2 separate regions of the Mus musculus genome follow, and region 1 is linked to region 2. The links are chromatin contacts, called in public Hi-C maps. All regions are on one chromosome and are shown on one strand. The core of a region is the stretch at or near the end of the contact, and the rest is flanking DNA. Distances in the headings are between cores, read along the strand shown.

Region 1 (6,493 bases), core at 2,516-5,015, 72 kb before region 2:
AGGGCTTTGGGAATCGGCTCTGCGGAAGACAATTTTAGCTACAGAGGATTAGGCTGTCAGTTAAAAAGAAAATTAAAAATAGCAGGAACTTAAACAAGATAGAAACTTGTCATTCATCCAAAAGAAGTCTAAGGCCAGCTGTAGTAGTGGTGCACATTTACAAAGCTGGTACCCTGGAGGCAGAGGTGAACAGGTTGCTGTAAGTCTGAGCCAGCCCTGGCTATATAACAAGGTCCTGTTTACAGCAAAAACAATAAACAATAAAGCATTGGGCACTGAGGAGATGGCTTAGTGGATGGCTGCACAAGCCTAAGGACACGAGTTCAGAGCCCCAGGACCATGTAAAAGCTGAATATGCTAGCATGCACCTGTAACCCCAGCTGGGGACCAGCATGCACCTGCAACCCCAGCTGGGGACCAGCATGCACCTGCAACCTCAGCTGGGGACCAGCATGCACCTGCAACCCCAGCTGGGGACCAGCATGCACCTGCAACCCCAGCTGGGGACCAGCATGCACCTGCAACCTCAGCTGGGGACCAGCATGCACCTGCAACCTCAGCTGGGGACTGTTGAGTTTAGGAAGGAAGCTGAGAAAACTCACTTCAAAGATAGAAGCTTTAAAACAAAAGCTTTATTTTCTGAGCACTCAGGGAGGTGGCCAGTTCGGGATCTAAACCACCCCAGGGGAGATTGTACAGCATTTTTACAGCATGGGTACACAAAGGGAGAGGAGAGTTGGGGCGAGCTGCAGTGTTATCCAATTGTATTTTGACATTATGGGTTAAGCAAAGGAGTACCTGCCTGTTGGAGACTGGGCCATCATATCCAGGGCACCTGGCTTCAAGGTCCTTAATTCAATTTCCTATACATTAGGTCTGGAGATCAGACTGATAAGGGTATAAATGAGTGGATCAGCTACAGGGAGTTAATCACAAGCAATTGGTTATATATATTTTACAACATATGCACCTTGATTTAAATAACAGCAATTTCTATATCCCTTACTAGTTAACAGAGAATGAAGAAAACGTTTGGAGAAGTGGGATAGGTGTTTGTTCCTAGGCTTGGGAAGATAGATTTGTTTAACCCTGCCTGCAAGATGGAGAAGTTGTCCTTGAGATAGCTGGACTTAGACGACTGTCTCCTTACAAGTTGTCCCTGAGATGTCTAGACACAGACAACAGAAGCTGTTCAGCTTTAGGGAAGTCTCTAGCCCCGCCCCCTCCCCCCCAGGGCCTGGGACCTTGAATTTAGTTCCTCCCTACAATTAAATGGAGTCTGAAAATGGAATGGTGGCACTCAGAATAAGTTTCTTTTGGTTGTTCCCAACTGGGATAAGACACAAGTAGATCCGAGGAGCTCACTGGTCAGCCAGCCTAGCTGAAACTGTGAGCTCCAGGTTCACTGAGAGACAATAAATACATAAATAAATAAATAAATAAATAAATAAATAAGTGATCCAGGAAGACATCCAATACCCAGCATCAACCTCTGATCTCTACACACACACACACACACACACACACACACACACACACACACACACACACAAGCAGTCAAGGAATGTCATGACGTGGTGCTGCAGGGTCACTAAGACCCAGGCTCCTAACTTCCCTTCTCTTTCTCAGTGTGAAGTTTACAGCCTCGAAATCAGTTCAAGTCCCAAAATAGTTGCTAGTCGTTTTTATAGGAGTTTCAGGCCAGTTACAGAAGCTAAAATAAGACCAAAAGGCAAGCGCCCTAACAGCTCATTCTCTTTCAATTGCTTCTAGGAAGTTCCAGACGAAACACTTGCTCACATTTTGTTGACCAAAAATAATTCCAATGTCTATACTTGGTAGTCCTGTAGTGCCTGGTGTCAAATCAGTGTTGTATTGTTAGAGACACAGGGAATGGGTATCATTAGCTGCTAGCCATTCTAAGAAAGGCTTAATTGAGATAATTCATATACTGTACAATTCCCCCCACTCGATACATATGGATTTCATGGTTCTGATGAATCCGCAGTTGTGCATTTATGAGCTGATAAGAGTTAATGACACCTTTTCATTTCCTCTCCACCACTCTGACGAGCACCCTGTAGCCATTCTACCACCCCTAGCTTTCTCTCTTTCCTTCCCCACATAGTCTCCAGACGTTAGCAGCCTGCCTCTTACACTGTAGGTTTGCCACTTAGGACGTTACAATAGAAGTGATATCAAATAAAATGTGGTCCATTGTGACTGGCTTCTTTCACAGCACGCTCTCACCAAATTTCATGCTGGCTATAGGGCGCACCCATAAGTTCTTCATCTCGTTATTGTTTTTAGATCAATACTCTACTGCACAGATATGTCTCACTGGTTTACCCACTTTTTAGTTGATGGGCTATTACAAACAACACAGCAGCGGGCACCTGAAACAAGTTTGAAGTGAACACATGCTTTTATTTTTCTTGGGAGTCGGATTTCTGACTCATGTGACAACTGGACACCTGCCCTTTTGATGAGCTGTCGGACTTTTCTGAAGTAGCTGTGCCATCTGATGTCACCACCACCCCGCCCCCAGCAGTACCAGAGGACTTTCCATTTTGCTGCGTCCTTACCCTGTGTATTGTTAGTAATCCTTTGTATGGCAATGGATGTGGAATTGCACCTCCTCTACCTGTTGACAAATGATACTGAGCCTCTCTCATCGTTGGCCACTTATCTTTCATCCTTGTGGAAGCATCCATCTGGATCCTTGGCCAAGTGTTCAAACTGGGTCATTCATCTTTTTAAGACGGAGTTGTGAGAGTCCTTTCTGTATCCCGTATACAAAGTCCTTTACTGGATATGTGATTTGTAAATATTTTCTTTCATTTTGTGTGTTACCTTTTCATTCCACTGGTCCTGTCCTTGAATGCTTATTTGATGTCCACCAATGACAAATGTCTGCCTTTTGCCTTTATTGCCTGTGCATTTAGTGTCATATCCAATAAATCACCACTGAAGAGTTACATTCACTTAAATGAGCTATAAATCATTTAAATGACTTTCCAAAGCCTAGATTCTGTCCCAGGTCTTAAGGGCCTTGACCCTATCTATGTTCCTTATTTTCATGTTTATCCCTTTAACAACTCTTCCTCTATTTAAGGTGTCCTAGGCCTGTCTCAACTCTTCAGAACAAAAGGGGACAACTGAGACATCCTTCATCTTTGTGCTCAGGATGCTATTACCATGCCAACAGCACTGGAGCTTCTGTGCACACCCTAAGGACACATGGAACTGAATGACTGGGGAGCCGCTGTCTCAGAAGCGTCCCCTTGTAGGTCCACCACATACATCACCGTATTAAGATATCCAAGGAGGGAGCTTGCAATAAAGAAGCCACTTTGACTCTGTTTAGTGGTTGAGTCAGGTACATGTTTCAGCGGGCCTTCCATTCTCAGCATTAACATGCCCAGGAATGTATCATTAGTTTAGGTTTCCTATATCCCTTTCAACTTTCTCCAGTAGCGATACCTTCCTTATACTTTGCATGGTCCCTGACTTTCCACTCACTTTCCAATAATAAAGTATGACAGTGCCAGTGGGCTTCATAGTAACTACAGAGGAGAGTTAAGTTGGTTGACAAATGGAGGCGCAGGTAAAGAAAGAGAGGGGCACACGGCGGATGAAACTGGTCTGTGACATGTGCCCGGATGGCGCTATCTTACTGCTGACTCACTTCCAGATGTGTCCCGGGAATGCTTGTCTTATTGCTGACTCACTTCCAGATGTGTCCCAGGAATGCTTGTCTTACTGCTGACTCACTTCCCGGAGACCCTGATCAACCTCTCTGCAGGAACCTGATGAGTAACGCATAGCTCAGACAGTGCCTGGGAAAGCAAGTGCCTTTCTTCCTCAGGATGAAGATGGCAGTTGGGTACTGTCAAGTCCAAGTTGGAGAAAATGCCCCTTCCTTCCTGACTCTGTGCTGGGACCTGGGAACATGGATGCTCTGACACGCCACCCACAAGCAGCCAGTGTTCATTTGGGAAATAGACAAAAATGCTCTGTCATTATATTTTCTCCAAGGAGGGCCTCAGTTAATATGTAGACGTTTGTTTCCAAGTGCGCTCCTCCGCCTCCCTCTCTTCCCTCCCTCCCCCCTTCTCTGTGTGTGCATGCTAGAGTCTGATGATATTATAGGGAGGAAGAACCTTACTGTGTGGATCTAATTAAAACAAAAATACCACTTCTTTTTTTTTTATTTTGAAAGCATTTGGCTGATGTTAATGAACCATCTGGGGCTGATTTGATGGTTACTCCAGGGGCTTTGGCAAATAAAAGGGGGTGGGAGATTCCAAATTGGGTATCTTTCAAGCCTGATAGTTGGACTTTAGTTAGAACAAAGTCAGTGGAAAGCAACTCAAACTGGCTTAACGTGAAAAGCCTGCAATTACTCTGCTCCAGCTTGGGGTTCTGAACCATATTCGGGCAGGGAGCCTGGAGCCAGGCACCGGTCATGCCCAGCTTGGCTCTGTCTGTTCCTGTTGAGGGGCAGCATCCTTAGGTGGACAATGCTTGCTCTGGACCTCTCTTTTAGTTGGCTGGGGCTTTGTCAAATATGCTTCAGGAAGTCGCAGGCGGAGACTGTTAGGTAAGTCACGGGATCTTTCTGTGTGATTGGTCTAGACCCCTCCGGTTCCTTTTCTAGTGAAGCCACATCTAGTAAATTAGAATGTTAGCTGTTAGGGAGATGTGGTCACAGAAAGTGCTTGGCCACTCTTAAGTGATGGCCAGTAACAAAAGCATGAAGCAGCCCTGAGAACCCCGTCCTGTTTGGTGCTTTATATAATGCTTTCATAGGATTGTAACTCATGAATTGAAAGATGCCCAAAATAAAGAATTCACAAAGTCAATGAATTTTAACCAGCTACCTTTTCACTCACTACCCACACCAAGAGAAAGACACACACAGAGAGAGAGAAAGAGAGAGAGAGAGAGAGATCCCTCTCTGACTTACATCCTTTCAAAGTTCTCCACAAGTTCCGAGTTTATCGGAGGAAGCATCTGTATTAATGGACCAACAGATTGGAAAAGGTACAGAGAGAGGCTTCTCTGTAATGGGTCTGTTTGTTTGTTTGTTTTAAGTGCCAAGAGTAAAATTTGTTTCTAAACTGGTTTCAAATCCATGCGTATTTTCGAGGCACTGACTAGAAGAGGGACATAGAGAAAAGGCAGAAGCTAGAGTCTGTTCTATCCTTGCTTGGAAGTCTGATCTTGATAAGCAAAGAATGTAATTAAAATGGATTACAGACTATTAAACACACACAAGAACAAAATGATTGCAGTGTGTGCATGCCAGTAATTAAAGCTTTAGAGGAGGAAAAAGTCACCATCACTTAAAATGATTATCTGTCAAGGTTAGTAACAAATATTGACATGCAAGCTTTCCCCCCCTCCCTGTTCTTGCTTCTTAGAGGCAGGCACTCAGCAATTAGTGGCATATATTCCAGAATCAATATGGCCTCGGGTCCAAAGCAGAGGGATCCATACATTTTAAAATGAGTGGACAGAGTGGCAGACAGGCTCCATGGAAAAGAACTGCTGCCAGGATCATTCAATTAGGGCTTCAAAGACAAAGAGGAGCCAGTCAGGGCAGCGTCTCCTTAAGTGGGTTTATCTCAAAGATGTTCTTATGATAACCACAGGGAGAGACTTCTTCACATCAGTGGATTCCATACTTTATCTTTACTATTAAAACAACTGAAGGTAGGAAGTGGAGTGTTCCTTAAAAGTTCAGTGACTCAGTGGCTCAGTGACCAGAAGCCTGGGCTCTGCGGCCAGACTTCAAAATCAGTGGATTCAGATTTCAAAATCATCAATTTTCCTAACAGATTTTGGGCAAGTTGGTTTTTTTTTTGTTTTTTATCTCTTTGCTCCCTTTTCTGTAAAATAAAGTAATGATCAAATCTACCTTATAAGATGCTAAAAAGAACAAATGAGATCTTGTAAGCAAGAGTCGTGGTATACAGTAAGGATTCAAAATGCAGGCACTGTTGCATTAGGAAGGACAGGCTGGGTTATGACACAGTGACATGCAAGCCCCAAGATCTGCCGGCTTTACTCAATGAGCTAAGTTTCTCAGTCAAGCTATGTCTTTCCCACAGGGCAAAGGGGGAGGGGCAGACTAGGACTATGCTACTCTGAAGCCAAGCACTTCAAAAGAATGCCAAATGGAACATCACAGAGACAAAAGATGCCCACCTAGGTGTTTCATTGCTACCACCAAAGAGAGATAAACATGACTTATAACCTATCTCACTGGGCATCAACTAGTAGACTGAGCATCAAGTAGTCTCTAAAACATTAACAGCACAAAGAACTGTATTTAGGGAGGGCTTCATCTCCGTCATATGTATTTTCACCACCACCAACAACAACACCACTGTCTTTGTCCTTGTTGTTGTTGTTGTTGTCATCGTCGTCATCATCATCATCGTCGTCGTCGTTGTCATCATCATCATCATCAATGTTATAGGTCTGT
Region 2 (6,929 bases), core at 1,717-4,216:
GCCACTGTTTAGACACACCCAAAGGGTGACTCAAACTCAGGGCATCCTGATGTTCCCCACAACGCTCAGATTGCAAAGACAAGACATTGACTTTACATTCTTGTTGGCATGGTTCAGGGAAATTACACCAATTAGCTATAGGTAAGTTGGCACAAACACCTGCTTGTGCTAAAAACAATAACACATAAGAGGTAACCATGAAATAGGCTGGCATGGTTCCTCTCTCTGACTTTACAGCACATGCTGTTGCTGCTTAAGAAAAACTTCTTCCAACCTGGTTGTGAAGGCTTCCAGATTGTGATCCATCCATTGTATTGCACGGCAGTTAGAACTTATTTAATCTGACCTGATTTTACTCCTGTCATCTTATTTCTATTATCATGATGAATGCACACATGCATGCACATGTGTGTTTTATGCATGTACCTCACAGTGTTCTAAGTCTAGCCCCAAATGTTACTTTCCCCATCCAGTTTGTCCTATATTACTGAAAATTACAATTCATTTCTCCTCATTTTCCCTTAGTGGGAATGTGTGTACCTACTTTTACATCCTGGGTCCTTATTAGCACAAGATCTAGTGCTTGTCCTTCTCATCTGTCACAGTGTAAGCCACACAATCACAAGGATTTTCATATGCTTTATCACTGCGGTTTTCAATCTGTGGGCTGCAACCCCTTTAGGGTTCACATATCAGATATCCTGCATATCATCTCATATGAGTCATACGATTCTATCCTGCACATCATATATTTACACTATGCTTCATAACAGAAGCAAAATTACAGTGATGAAGTAGCAGCAAAATAATTTTATTTATAGTTAGGGGTCACCACTGCATGAGGAACTGTATTAAAGGGTCTCGCGGTATTAGGAAGGCTGAGAACCACTGATTTACAGTATCCTCCGAGCCTAAACTAGAAGTGAGCATTGATAAATGTTATCCTGGTTGATACTAGCTGTGAACTTGACACAAACATAGAGTACTCTAGGAAGGGGGAATTTCAGCTAAAGAATTGCCTCCATCAGATTGGCACACCTGTGGAACATTTTCTTACTTGCTAATTTATGCAGAAGGGCCCAGGTCACTGTGGGCTATGTCATCCCTAGGCAGGTGGGTCTGTATAAGAAAGCAGACTGAGCAAGCCACAGAGAGCAAGCCAGTAAGCAACAGCATCCTTTCATGGGCTCTGCTTCAGTTCCTGCCCACAGAGTTTCTTCTCTGGATTCCCTCAGTGATGAACTGTAACAGGGAAGCTGGAAGCTGAAATAAATAAACCCTTTCTTCCCCAAGTTGGTTTTGGTCAGTGTTTTATCACAGCAACAAAAAGCAAACTAGAAAAGATGCTCGATAAACACTCTGGAACTCTAAGCCTCCAGGCAACAGAAAGGATAAGTGTGGGCAAAACAGGATAAACATGAAAGGGCGATCATTCATCCTCCGCCCCCGCTACCCCCTCCCCCACCCCCTCCCCCACACCCGCCACCCCCTCCCCCACCCCTGCTGCCTCCATTCTAGAAAAATACTGGTGTGAGGGAATAAAAGAAGTGAGGATATCAGAGAGTCTGGTAAGTTCTAAGGAACAGAGTTCACGCTCATTGGCAGAGTCTTGAGACCCCGGCAGGGCGTGATGCTGCATATATACGCAGAGGACCAAAATCAAGGTCTCAATCAGGTGCATAGCCCAAGAAGGAGAAGAGCCCCAGAGAGAGGCACAGGATGAAACGCGCATGCTCCTAAACCCCTCATCTGCTCACACCTGACTGTCGATGGGCCGTTCTTGTGCAGACCTAGTGTGCGTCTCTACAGACGTTGAGTTTGTGACTACAGTAGATGTGTCTCGTGTGGTAGATGACATTTCTAATGCTTTTATACGTCTTTCGGCTCTTATATTCCTTCTGCAGGGGGCCTAGCATACTGATAGGCCCAGGGAAGAGGTGTGGGAGGTCATTGCCTTTGGTTGTGTATCCACTAGTGACCCTACCAGACACCATTGGATAGTTCCACTCTAACAGCCACACGGATGGCTCTAGTTAAACTAAGTGGATCATAAAACAAAAACCAAAAGTCATGAATACGGGAAAAGATATGTAGGTGGGTAGACATTGGTAAGATTAGGAGGGGGATAAGAGATGGAAGGGGTAGGGGGGGGTGAGTAACCAGAATGCATTGTATACATATATACAAACTCCAGAAAACTAACGTAATCAAAATATTCCATGTTAAAAAAAAAAAAAAAAAAAAAAAAAAAAAAAAAAAAGATGGTCCCCTGACAAAAGAGGTCTCAAGGTAGTCTGTGTGAACAGGTTGCCTCCTCCTGAAACCTTGTGACTTTTCTCCACAGCACTGTTGGAGAAAGGTTGAGATGAAATTAGGTTGAATTAGGCAAACATGTAATTATGCCTCTCCTCTGCCAGACCCTAACCTTGACTCATTCTATTCCATATTAAAGATAACCACTAATATTTCCGGGAATGAAATTAATTTGAAAGACATGTTGGTCATGTGCCTGGCTGAGAGTCCAGCTTTGCTCCCCTGGAGTCTGGGAGAAGCATTCCGTGTCCTCTGCTGACCTTGCATGTGCTTCTGTAGGGAAATTAGAGATGCATTAAGTGGCTGCACACGGCAGAATAATTGCCATGGCAACCAAAGGCCCATCACCTGAGCTTTCTCCCAAACTGATTATCAAGAGTGAATTGCAGATGGTCTCACAAAATGGAAGATGGAAAAATCCATGTTTCTCTCTCTCTCTCTCTCTCTCTCTCTCTCTCTCTCTCTCTCTCTCTCTCTCTCTCTTGTTCCTCTCCTTTCCTGCTTTGATATCTGGGTTCTAAAAGTGGCACACTCATGTCTCCTTTTTCTAAAATTATTCTAAATATGTTTTTTCCCTCCTCAGAGTTGCTGTCTGACTCATGGATCCTGTGCTGGATGGGGTGAGGGACTGGAATAAAATCAGCACACAGCAGCTCTCTTGGGGGGTCAACCCACATGTCTTACATTGGCAAGGCTGGCAGAAGGACTACATGCCCTTGATGAGGCCACTTTGAGACACACACACATCCCTGCTCCGTTAAAGGGGATCCATGACCTTGTCAATTCTCTGTCTCAGATCAAATATAGCCAAGATTAAAAGGGCTTCCATGTCAGGCTGTTTCTGGACTTGTGGTTGTGTGAATGAATAGATGGTGACTCCTGAACACATCTTTATAGAGGATTGTTTTCCCTCAAATCCATCATTTGATAGAGAAAACAGTAAACATGAACTGGCCTGGGATATGGTTCAGATGATGGGTGCTTTGGTTGCTATGGTGATTACTCAGCTATTAGTCAATGGTTCTTCTGTAAACCGTTCCCACACATGAATAAACATAAAAGACCAGCCATGAATGCAGAAAGAAAATTATTTATTCCTGACCCTCTCTCTCTCTCTCTCTCTATCTCTCTCTCTCTCTCTCTCTCTCTCTCTCTCTCTCTCTCTCTGTGTGTGTGTGTGTGTGTGTGTGTGTGTGTGTGTGTGTTATCTGGTTGGTTTCTGTCTTAAAACAGGGTCTCATTACATATCTCAGACTAGCCTTGAACCCCAAATCTTACCTTATCCCCTTAAATACTGAGATTGTAGGCAAGCACCACTATGCCTAGGTAACAGTTGTATTTTTGACAACTAGCCCTCCAAGGAAAGGTCTTCAGAATTCTCCATGCCACACTGCACACTCCAAGGGCTTTCCCCATAAGTAAATGCAATGTCATAAGCTTTAGTGAAATGTCACAGGTTTGCCAAAATGTCAATGAGTAACAGCTTACTCTGGGAAGGAGAACTGGGTGGCAGTGGGATCTTCTCCCTCCGCAGGACTTGTCACCCCACCCCCACTCCCAGGCTATGTCTATAACCTCGTTTTCCCCATTTTCCTTCTGTAGGAGATAGCTAAGAAGCCTGTGGGTGACTGATGCAAACTACGATGCAAAACTACCAAACCCTGATTATCAAACAAAATCACAGGCAGGAACAGGTTAATTCCAGACTCTTTCATTTTAAGAAATCTGGGGATAACAATTTTTAGGGAGAAGACTTCCACTCCCCCATGAAAGTTAAGTAAGTAAGTCTCCTCCTAGCTCAGTCCTGAAATTGTATAAGAAACGGATTTTTTTTTACAATTTCTAGTTTTCTCTGAGAAGCAATATAGGTTTTATGAAGAGTTTGCCAGAAGGGTATATGCATACACATTTCAGGGTGGAAGACTTCAAATCATTAAATATATGGTTATATTGGGCTGTGGAAAAGTAGATGGGATTGAATTAACTCTTGGACTTGAATTAAATCTATTTCCAATTATCCCCTGAAAAAGAGCATGCTTGTGGGTCAGTTATGTCTTATAGACCAAATTACTGTTTCTAAAAGACACAAATATTAAGTCATGAAATTTTAGGCTGGAAGCCACATCACAGAGGCCCCATTCCTACTGCTATGCTCATGGCTTCTGTAAGGTTCTCGACTCTGCCAGGTTGCAGCCTTCACTGGGGTTTTTATCGTGCTAGCACATGGAGTGTGCTCGCTGGGGCTCAGCTGCCCCTCAGCTCTGCCTGGTTCCACTCACAGCTTTTAGCAGTTGGGCTTGACTTCCAAGTACACTGTAAGCTCGGTTTGCCTTTCTGTTTTATCGTGTTCAGGGAGGTGGATAAGATGAAGGGAATGGTTTTAAGTAATGGCAAAACATGCTCTCAACAGAAAGGTGTCTTTGAAAGAAATAATCACAGGTGATTATTACTGGGTCATTGAACTCGGTGTCGCCCCGATGACTGTCGTGTATGATTGTTCTTGTTCCCTGTTTGTGCACCTTGCTCAAAAACGTGTGCGTGGAGGGGCGTGTGTGCACATAAGCACAATAGAAGTGAACTGTTGGGCTTCCACATTGGTTCTTAGCACTACATCTAGCATGAGGTTAGCATAACGAAGCAGCACTCTGTCGCTGCCTTGCAATTCCTTGGACTCTTTACTCCTTTCCATAGTTCTGTCTGCTTCCTGATTTATTATTATGCTCCCACACAGTCCCAAACCAGGAGGCAAAGGGCCCTGCCTTGCCAAGGGTCCATAGAGGTACAGTCCAAGTGTCCAGAGCCGGGATGTGCCCATGACCAGTGCACCAAGGTGGCAGGTGGCTGTGCACAAAGGGCACCTGAAATGGCTCAGAAACCTGTCTCCCCAGGTCAGCAAAGGTGCTGGGACCATATTTCCTTGTATGAAAATAAAAAGAGGGTGGGGCAAAATTCTTGGTTCAGGTTCTTCCAGTTCTAAACGCTGTGATTCCACAATCAGCTGTGGGTACTCCTTTAGACATGGACAAATGAATGGATTCTAGCAGGTGCTCTGTGGAAAGAAAGAAACCCTTGAGGTTCTGTGGACTTCTCTGACTTTGACGAAAGAATCTGCCCTTGAGGTGAGCCATTATTAAGCTGGCCTTCTGCAGGCATCTCCCTCTGCTAATGTGCCTTCACGTCACAGCTATTGCTGCCCCCAAACTTTGAGCCTATGTCATAGTTGCCTGAAAGCTTGAACCCCAATTCTATTCTAATTCCACACATGTATGGCGTCCCACATTCCTGCCAACAGGTTGAAGAGAAAGTTGGTTTCCAGAGTGCAAAACATACTTCCTCTAGGTCAGCGGCTCTCAACCTTCCCAACACTTCCTCACACTGTGGTGACCCTCAATTGTAAAATTATGTTTGTTGCTACTTCATAGCTGTAACTTTGCTACTGTTATGAATCATAATGTAAATATCTGATATGTGACATCCCCTCCAAGAGGGGTTGTGACCCACAGGTTAAGAACCACTGCTCTAAGGAGGTTTTTTTTGTTATTGTTGTTTTGTTTTTGTTTTTGTTTTTTGTTTTTTTGTTTTTTCTTTCCTAAACCCTTCAGGGCTTACAATCATGTAGAAGTTGGGCCTGGTTCTTCCTCCAAGCCCCACGCTCCCAGAAATAAGACTCAGACTCAAAATATATTTGCAAATACCTTGGCCATGTAGCTAAGCACTTCTCTGACTAGATCATAACAATATAACCCATTTATTTTGACCTACATTCTGTCACATGGCTGGTTACCTGTGTTCAAGTACCATGGGCCTGTTTTATCACATCTTCCTGGATGAATCTCCAGTGCCTAGCTCTATCCCAGAATTCTTTCTGCCTTCTGGATGTCCCACCTTCTATTCTTTCCTTTTCCTATAGGCCACAGTTTATTTTTTAATTAACAGGCAATGCATCCATACAATACACAAGATATTCTTTCTACACAACCATAATTTTGAGTCTCTAAATGATTCTTTGCCCATCAAGGCCTGCTCTGGGCAGAGCAGTTATTTTTCCTAAGCCATATGCAAAGAAGCTTTTCTTTCAACAACACTTGAAAGTTCTCCAGGCTGTGACGAAAGGATGGATCATCTAGTGATTGCCATATGCAGGGATCCATCCCATAATCAGCTTCCAAATGCTGACACCATTGCATACACTAGCAAGATTTTGCTGAAAGGACCCAGATATAGCTCTCTCTTGTGAGACTATGCCGGGGCCTAGCAAACACAGAAGTGGATGATCACAGTCAGCTATTGGATGGGTCACACGGCCCCCAATGGAGGAGCTAGAGAAATTACCCAAGGAGCTAAAGGGAACTGCAACCCTATAGGTGGAACAACAATATGAACTAACCAGTACCCAGGAGCTCTTGTCTTTAGCTGCATATGTATCAAAAGATGGCCTAGTCGGCCATCACTGCAAAGAGAGGCCCATTGGACTTGCAAACTTTATATGCCCCAGTACAGGGGAACGCCAGGGCCAAAAAGGGGGAGTGGGTGGGTAGGGGATTGGGGGGGTGGGTATGGGGGACCTTTGGGATAGCATTGAAAATGTAAACGAGGAAAATTCCTAATTAAAAAAA

The links. Hi-C and Micro-C count contacts between places; a contact is called where the count stands out from the background.
Region 1: a contact with region 2 is called in a Hi-C map of cortical neurons, with 2.0 times the contacts expected there. The contact joins two enhancer-like sites. A contact is called at or near these places in 1 of 15 datasets of contacts at CTCF or cohesin (the NIH/3T3 cell line), 6 of 484 Hi-C or Micro-C datasets (the N1E-115 cell line, cortical neurons, frontal cortex and 2 more) and 2 of 115 datasets of contacts at active chromatin or transcription factors (embryonic fibroblasts and embryonic stem cells).

What each region holds. Positions count from the first base shown.
Region 1 is chr12:99,061,318-99,067,810 of GRCm38.p6, reverse strand. The region is part of intron 2 of Gm40554 (a long non-coding RNA gene); the gene reads right to left. Among named protein-coding and RNA genes, the nearest start is that of Gm40554, 40 kb to the right of the region's middle. Within about 2 kb of position 3,765, at least 28 of the 459 cell types and tissues checked have an H3K27ac peak or open chromatin away from gene starts, as enhancers often do. A contact at or near this core is called in the N1E-115 cell line, cortical neurons, embryonic fibroblasts and 1 more, where this site is marked.
Region 2 is chr12:98,987,663-98,994,591 of GRCm38.p6, reverse strand. No RefSeq gene overlaps it. Among named protein-coding and RNA genes, the nearest start is that of Gm40554, 33 kb to the left of the region's middle. Within about 2 kb of position 2,966, at least 36 of the 459 cell types and tissues checked have an H3K27ac peak or open chromatin away from gene starts, as enhancers often do. A contact at or near this core is called in the N1E-115 cell line, cortical neurons, embryonic fibroblasts and 1 more, where this site is marked.